2 separate regions of the Mus musculus genome follow, and region 2 is linked to region 1. A link is a contact called in public HiChIP or PLAC-seq data. All regions are on one chromosome and are shown on one strand. The core of a region is the stretch at or near the end of the contact, and the rest is flanking DNA. Distances in the headings are between cores, read along the strand shown.

The links. HiChIP or PLAC-seq counts read pairs in DNA pulled down with a chosen protein or histone mark.
Region 2: an H3K27ac HiChIP or PLAC-seq map of embryonic fibroblasts shows a contact between it and region 1, with 7 times the contacts expected there. The contact joins two enhancer-like sites. A contact is called at or near these places in 1 of 39 promoter capture datasets (liver) and 2 of 115 datasets of contacts at active chromatin or transcription factors (embryonic fibroblasts and fibro-adipogenic progenitors).

Annotation. Positions count from the first base shown.
Region 1 is chr15:40,363,089-40,366,839 of GRCm38.p6, reverse strand. No RefSeq gene overlaps it. Among named protein-coding and RNA genes, the nearest start is that of Gm41311, 22 kb to the right of the region's middle. Within about 2 kb of position 2,494, at least 57 of the 459 cell types and tissues checked have an H3K27ac peak or open chromatin away from gene starts, as enhancers often do. A contact at or near this core is called in embryonic fibroblasts, where this site is marked.
Region 2 is chr15:40,966,990-40,971,236 of GRCm38.p6, reverse strand. All of the region lies in intron 5 of Zfpm2 (zinc finger protein, multitype 2), which reads right to left. Among named protein-coding and RNA genes, the nearest start is that of Gm46502, 200 kb to the left of the region's middle. Within about 2 kb of position 1,251, at least 27 of the 459 cell types and tissues checked have an H3K27ac peak or open chromatin away from gene starts, as enhancers often do. A contact at or near this core is called in embryonic fibroblasts, where this site is marked.

The DNA.
Region 1 (3,751 bases), core at 1,245-3,744:
GTCATTTATTGAAGTTCATATAGAAAATTTAAAAAACAGGAGTGGTCAAATTGCCAGTTTAAATTTAAAAAAAAATGTTGGGTTGTTTTTCAATAAGTCTAACAAGGCCATGAGCATAGTTAAGAGTTGCATCTCTCATCATGATCCTTGTGTGGCCACACTGTACATATGGGAATGCAGCCCTGCCAGCCACTGACAACTGTGCTACTGCAATGAATAAGTGTTGTTTCTCTGCCTGCTGGTGAGAATGTCAACACGATCATGTGATGTCATCACACCATCCATAAAGGGTAAACTAAACTTATATCTACTCCCTGGAAATTCTAGATCTAAGAATTGCCCTGGCTTTACCATCAGGCATCATACAACCTAGTAGCAGAGGTGATAACATCAGATTTCCTGGGAAAAGAAATGATAAGCTACAGAATGTCACAACCTTTATCTGAGATATTTAGATGTAATAATATGCTTGGTGTAGTTACGCATTTCTATAATCCCAGCACCCAGATGAAGTCTGAGGCAAGAGGATCAGCACTAATTTGAGACTACCCTGTTCTTCATTTTAAGTTTTGGTTCGGTCTGATCTAACAGAATGAGACCCTAAATCAAGACAGAAGCATGCAGCACAAAGTAGATATATCATGCTTTACTTTGCCTTCCTGCCTTCAAAGCGCCCTCCTTCAGAGCACTCTTTGCCGCCTCTTTATTTTGCTTGATTAACTCACCACCAAGTCTCAACTTATTGCTAATCATGATCTCTACATTAATAACAGTTCAATTTATTGAGTGCCTATAGCAACCACGTGTACTACATCTTTACGTATACAATCATGTGGCACTGAACCTCATTAGGTGATGTTCTCATTAGGAGTGCTATGCAGTACATGAGGCATGATTTCATGTACTGTTTAAAGCAAACCTGTAAGGAAGAGCCCCCAATCTCCTCCATTCAGCAGGTGCAACATACTAAGGAATACTTTGCATAACACTTTGTCACAGGACTGCCCAATATTTCAGAATCACTTGAGTCATCTTCCAAACAATGCAAGGGTTAGTACACACCCAGAGCCAGAGGTCTTTGAGGAAACTGCCTAGCCTTTATGTGCTTTGGATTCTTTCCATAAAATGTACTCAGTAATAGCAATTACCACACAGAATTGTTGAAAGGATAAAGTAAGTTAATATCTGTAAAATACTTTAAATAGAACTTCCATTAATTAGTAAATAAATGCTTAGAAAGTACCCAAGGAGCTAAAAGGATCTGCAACCCTATAAGTGGAACAACATTATGAACTAACCAGTACCCCGGAGCTCTTGACTCTAGCTGCATATGTATCAAAAGATGGCCTAGTTGGCCATCACTGGAAAGAGAGGCCCATTGGACACGCAAACTTTATATGCCCCAGTACAGAGGAACGCCAAGGCCAAAAAGGGGGAGTGGGTGGGTAGGGGAGTGGGTGTGGGTGGGTATGGGGGACTTTTGGTATAGCATTGGAAATGTAAATGAGCTAAATACCTAATAAAAAATGGAAAAAAATAAAATAAATGCTTTCATTATATGCTCCCAGAGCTGATGGCTCATTTCTTCTATGAACAGGATCTTCTATCTGAATTTGAGTTGTGAATGTAGCTTCTAAAATACATTGGCCTTGTAGGGTAAATGCCTGCCCACCAACACTGCCATCAGTACCATCACACCTTTTCCAATGTACAAAAACTTTGAAACAAATTGTTTAACAGTTGAAATGATAGTACCATAGATTCTAGGTCTTGTCCCATGGTCAAAAATCCCAGATAGATGACTTCCTATAGGCTCCTTTTCCATTGGAATGGGGTATGCTGCTGCCACCTTACAACAATAAAAGCAGAATCTGGATTTTTGTTTTCTGAATCCCATCCATTATCTTCCATGGGACAATGAGCCCAAAGGGGACAAGGATCATGACTGTGCTGCTTAGAGTGTGGTGCCCTGCCACTTAGAGCAGAATATAAAATATGCTTCATAGATGTCTAATAAAGAATTCTTGTAGCAGTTGAATCCCTCTGCATGAGTTTCACCACAGGCAAAAGAAAAAGAAAAAGGAAACAAAAAGGGTGATAGAGGAATAATCATTCAAGTCCCAGCAGAATCATAATCACAGTTTACAGTAAAGACAAATATGATAATGGGCTCACTCAGAGGGACCAACTGCAAAACAGTGTTCATGATTTTCTGATCCTAGATGAGCTGATAAATTCCTAAGTTTCCATCACCAAATGGGTTAGTGAGAAAGCCAAATGAGATCATAGGCATGTAAGCACTCTGTGAGCTTGAAGCTGCCTGCTGTGGAGGTTACTAGGAAAGAACTCTCTCAGCCCATATCATTCTGAAAGTACAGTTGAGGCATTAGTTTAATAAACCTGTCATTCTCTGGGGTGTTTCATGAACTGTTGCCATCCCTGAAATCCTAAGTGCCTGTTAGATTCCTTGTGGATGACGAATAAATATAGATTGTGTGAGTCATGAAGTCAAGGGGGTGGGAGGAAGCAGGAAACTGTCCCCACATCCTTAGAAGACAAAGAGAATTGGAATGCTCAGAAAAGTTTGGGGAACTTCCCAGTGCACATAAGCCAACATTACAAACCACTAAACCAAAATGATCATTCTGTCTGCTCAGCAATAGGACAAACGGAAGATCTCACATCAGTTAAGACAGGAAAAGAGAGAAAAACATGTTTTATACTATCTAGAGACAAGTGATCACTTCCTCAGCCAATCAGTTTGGTTGGTTTATTAATTCACCAGTTTATTATTCAACAAATAGAGAAGGTGCATACCCTCTTCCCCTACGCTGGGCTCTCTGCTTGATACTTGTTAAAAAATAAGTGCAATGTACCCACACAGAGCTTGCAGCGGGAGAGATGATCAGTAGCCACTTTGTGCCTTTGGTTCTATGTTGGAACAGCCTAGTTTCTCACTCCAGGCTTATTCCACTAAAGAAACTATGGTGGCCAACAAAGGAGTAGCTGCATGCGTGTGTGCATGCATGTAAGTGTGTGTGTGTGTGTGTGTGTGTGTGTGTGTGTGTGTGTGCCCATACACACGCAGATGCTTATATCACAGCGTACATTTGGAAGCCAGAGAACAGCTTCTATCACTTGGGTTCCAGGGACAGAGCTCCAGTTGTCAGGCTTGGCAGTAAGCGCTTTTAGACCCTGAGCTATCTTCACTTGTTGCCTTACCAGACACAATATTTCCCAGCCCCCATGTTCGTCTTGCTGTTTTTCACAGTGGATGGAATGAAAATGATAGGAGATCTTTGGCATAAAGAAGCGGTAATCTCTGCCCTAACTTCCCATTCTTCCTGCTGACAAGGATACCTAAAGGATTGCTGACTACAAAGAATACAGAAACTTTTTTCTATTGGCGTTTTGAAATGTATTTGTTAAAGCCACTAGCATTTCGCTCATATTAAAAGTAACGTAGGTAAAGGGTGGAAAAGAAGGAAAGTCACAGAAGCGTGGCGTGCACAAGGAGAGTGAATAATCCCTGTGCTTTGGAGGGTGAATGTGGGAGGGAAGGAGATCAACTGGAAAGGTAATTTGGATCTGTGAATGACAGGCACAAAGTTTGAACTCTCAAGTAAACAGAGTTCCAGAGAGAAATCAGATATGGGATACATATCTCCTTTAAAGCCAATAGAATGTTTGTACTTCCCATGTGTGCAGTGGTCAGGAAAAATCCTGGGCCTTGGATAACAACTTGTTTATG
Region 2 (4,247 bases), core at 2-2,501, 610 kb before region 1:
GACAGAGCTCTAGAGAGAAGAGACAGATGGATCACCGGTGTTCTCGGGCCAGCTAGTCTAGTTGATTAATGCATGTTGAGTTCAGTGGGTGATCTTGTCTCAAGAAAAACGCTAGACATCAATGTGTGCATGTACAGATTCACATACATACATTATATACACACATGCATACAAGCATACACAACGTGTACACACAAAAATGAAAAGTTATCTGTGCAGAGAGTTGGTACTTGTTTTTTCTATATCATTATCAAAGATCAACGCTATAAGGTAAAGATTTTCTAAAATAAAAATAATTAAAAAAATAAAAAACACCACAAAATCAACAACTACAATTTAATCTAGATATCGATACTTTAAATATGCATGTATAAAAAGAGTTTAAATTCAGCTAACCTATAAGAAGGGATAAAAGCCCACACATCATTAAACTAAAACCACAGTTCTAAGAGTGGGGTCTCATATGCCCCCAAAGCAATACAAGCTACTGCTGTCAGTATTGATTGCATTCCAGAAATATTGATAAGAGCTATTGCTGAAGACACCCCATGCTTCATCATATACTGATCATTATCATGGAGAAATCATGATAATTATTGGGAGCTTTACCCCTTCTGTGTAGCTTTTATAGTGGTAGAAGGTGCTATACAAGTTATTGCCAGAGAAAGCACACCAACAATCAAAATACATTGACAGTCTGTGAACCCTGTGTGCTACAGTAATGATTACACTGGAAAAATATGTCCATTAGTGCAATATTGACATGAATAATTTTGGAATAACCTATTTTCGATTAGATTAGCTCTTCATGAGAAGAAACTCATGTCTGGTACCATTAACTGTGCCTACAAACTGTGATTGGCTGGGTGATAGGCCCTAGGGAGAACCCACTGTTATTACTTTTTAAAATGGACACTGTATTATATTGCCCTCTAAATATTTATTTTTATAGCTATAGATTAGTGTAGCTCTCAACACTCATTAGAGATATTTCTTTTGCAGGAGATGGTGATTAAAATATATTCCCAACTGAACAGCTTACAGGGAATAGGGCACTGTAAAGTAGTTAGCTTTAAATGGGATATCAGTGTCACACACCCTGTCCTCAAGGCTCTGGGATCATAGTTGAAAGTAGTGATGACTTTTTCCAAACCATGTTTTACAAGCATGGCAGGAATGTTACATTCGTGGACAGCGGGAAGCTGTGACTTCATGCACAAGCTATGCACCAGGTCAGCCCAGACAAGCCCAGTGTGGGTGCTGAGGAGCTCATAAAGTCCCAGCCTTAGCTAAAGAGCTATTGGCCACCAGTGTTGGCTTCTGGAGGAGGGAGAGCCAGGATTTGGCTCTGGATAATGCCTGTGCTCCAGTGAATGGTTCTGCACAGATGCATATTGACAGCATTAAGTGGGCATAGTTGATTTAAAAAATTGCACATAAAGTTGGAGGAGGGAATAGTGTGATGTGTGGTAGAAGTCAAAGAGAAAGGAATAAATGACAGGGACAGAGTTGACTAAAATGTATTATACTCACATATGAAACTCTCAACCAACTAATAAGAAGTAATAAAACCAAAATGGAAAGATAATAAAACAGCATCATTGGCTCTTGCTCTCTTACCCATTTTCTGCCCTCTGTTCCTTCTTTCACCATTCCCCTCTCACCTCTCTCTACACGTGTTCATGGCTGGCCTCTACACCTCTCTTCTTCCTCCTCTTCCTCTTCCTCTTCCTCTTCCTCTTCCTCTCTCTCTCTCTCTCTCTCTCTCTCTCTCTCTCTCTTCTGTCTCTCTCTCCTCTGTCTCCCTATATTTCTTTCTCCACTACTCCTTCAACTCCTCTCCCTATGCCCTAAATAAAAAAAGAAAGAAAATAGCATCATAGCAGGAGCTATACAGAAGGCCTCACATGCAAAAAAAAAAAAAAAAAAAACCCTAATTCTGACATTGTAAATCTCCAATATCATTTATATTTTATGAGAAAATTATTCATCTTTGAGGGGGATTGGAGAAGCAAACTATGATAATTTGTTAAGAGTTTTACATATACTCCTCATTACATATACTTAATAAGAGTCTATGAAAGTAATACTAAAATTTCCATTCCTTGAAGGATGATATGAAGGGTACATCAGTCTTGAAAATCTTTATTGACAATGAATATCAGATAATGATGGCAAATACTAGGTTTTCAAAACTAAAAATGGGGTTAGGATCATTTATTCTAAATTAATTTCAATGAGAAATACACAGAACCATATAAATAGATAGGCTCTATCTGCTCATATATGGCATTTGGATCCTTGGCCCATTCCCTTGGTTAGGATATTCATGCTTGCTACATCACAAAATGCTATCATGGTTGACCCAATGTTGTCTGACTGTTACAAAGACCTCAGAAAATGAGAATATATCTTCACCAAGCTACTAATGCATGTCATGACATATAAGGTGACCTTTTGAGTTTAAAAGGACTTCTAAAATAGGATTGAGTTATATACCAACAGTAACAGAAAAAGCCTTTGATGTGGGTATCAGAGCACAGACTTGATTGCTGGCAGGCTTTTTTTTCCCATGAGAACAAAAATCAAAAGTCATAGTCAACTTTGGCAGTAAACAGGATCCAGAAAGAATTTTGTATAAGAGAATAAATGTCTTGTCAGAGTTGCTAGGCTAAGATTTAAAACAAAGCCCCACAATAAGACAGAATTTTTAAAAATATACACAGATCCTGTTTATTTTCCATATTCTTTCAGGTATACATGTATTGCCTGACATATCACAATGTATGTTATGTATGTAGTTTTCCTAGAACTTCAAAAACTTCCCTAATGAACATTTTCTAGACATGGAAGAAATGACAATGTGCATGCTGCATATTCAAATGATTTCCACATTACTAACTATTGATGCTATATCAAGTCCTACTAGAAGTTATTTTTGAAGATTAATCATAAATACCTTAAATAATAGTTCAATTTTAATGAGCATATATTATATGGTATTTATGGATATGTAGAGGTGAAAAATAGAGTCATTATATCTGGGGTACTCTAAACTTGCTTGGACTATGGATTCATTGCAAGGTTGTAATTATTACCTACCTTGAGCAGTAGTTGTCAGCTTAAGTAAAAGGATCAGAATTTTCTTTGCAGGCAAAGAAAATATGATGTACAAGACAGTGTAGCAAGCAATGAGGTATTTTAAAGACATGGACATGATTGGAGTCTATAGAAGTGTTACATGAAGGTAAAAGAAATATATTTAACAGTTTGGAATAAACCAACGTAAATGGAACAAAACATGAATAGATTTGGAGGAAGGAAAGGGAAGGGGAAAATGATGTAACTAGAGTATAAAGAAGAAATGATTCTAAAGCATATAAATGAGATAATACAGTAAGAAACTAATGAAGGAAGGCTCTAAGTGCCATTTTGTTATTGAATGGATAATGGTGGAGGTACTTGTCACTGGGCGGAGAGAAAGATGATTAAATCAAACTAGATCAAACTAGAAAAACTGGCAACAACTTGACTGCAGAATGATGAGAAGCTCATCCCAGTGGAGTTGGAAAAATGACTAGTCAGGAGAAGAGACATGAAACTGAGAGACATTCAGATGTAGCGTTTCCCAAGAGCACGAATGAGAAAAGCAGCAGGGAGAAATTTTTGGTAGAATGACAGATAGAATATATGCATTTGCTAAACTGACAATACACTGAGACAAGAGAAAATGGTAAAAACAAATGGATGAGAAAAGCAGACAGTGAAAGTGGACAAAACATTGGAAGCTAGAAAATTAATTAAGATATAAATAACAGAAGAGAACACATTATGGTAAAAACCCAAGTACTTAAAGGGAAAGAGGCTAAGAAGCAAGTGTATTGACTCCACAAAGTCCAGACAAGATCAAGTAAAGTTTCCTAACACTGTAAAAGTAAGGGCAAAGTGTGAAGCCAGAAACGCCCATCACCCAACACAACTAACCAATCCTCATTAAGCAAAGTGGCAGTTCCTGAAATGCCATTAGAAGATAGACCCTTTGGAGCCCTGGCATAGAAAGGCTTTGGTTTCAGGGACAGACTTATCCAAGGGGGTTACATAAAAGCCATATAGAGGAGTATGAGGAAGACCACTGCTAAACAAGCAATAATGACAGCAAACAACTGAGACATTACACAGATGAAATCATGGTGACATCAACAACAGGCACAAGACTTTCCCAAGCTCAAGCCAGACAAAATCCCAGC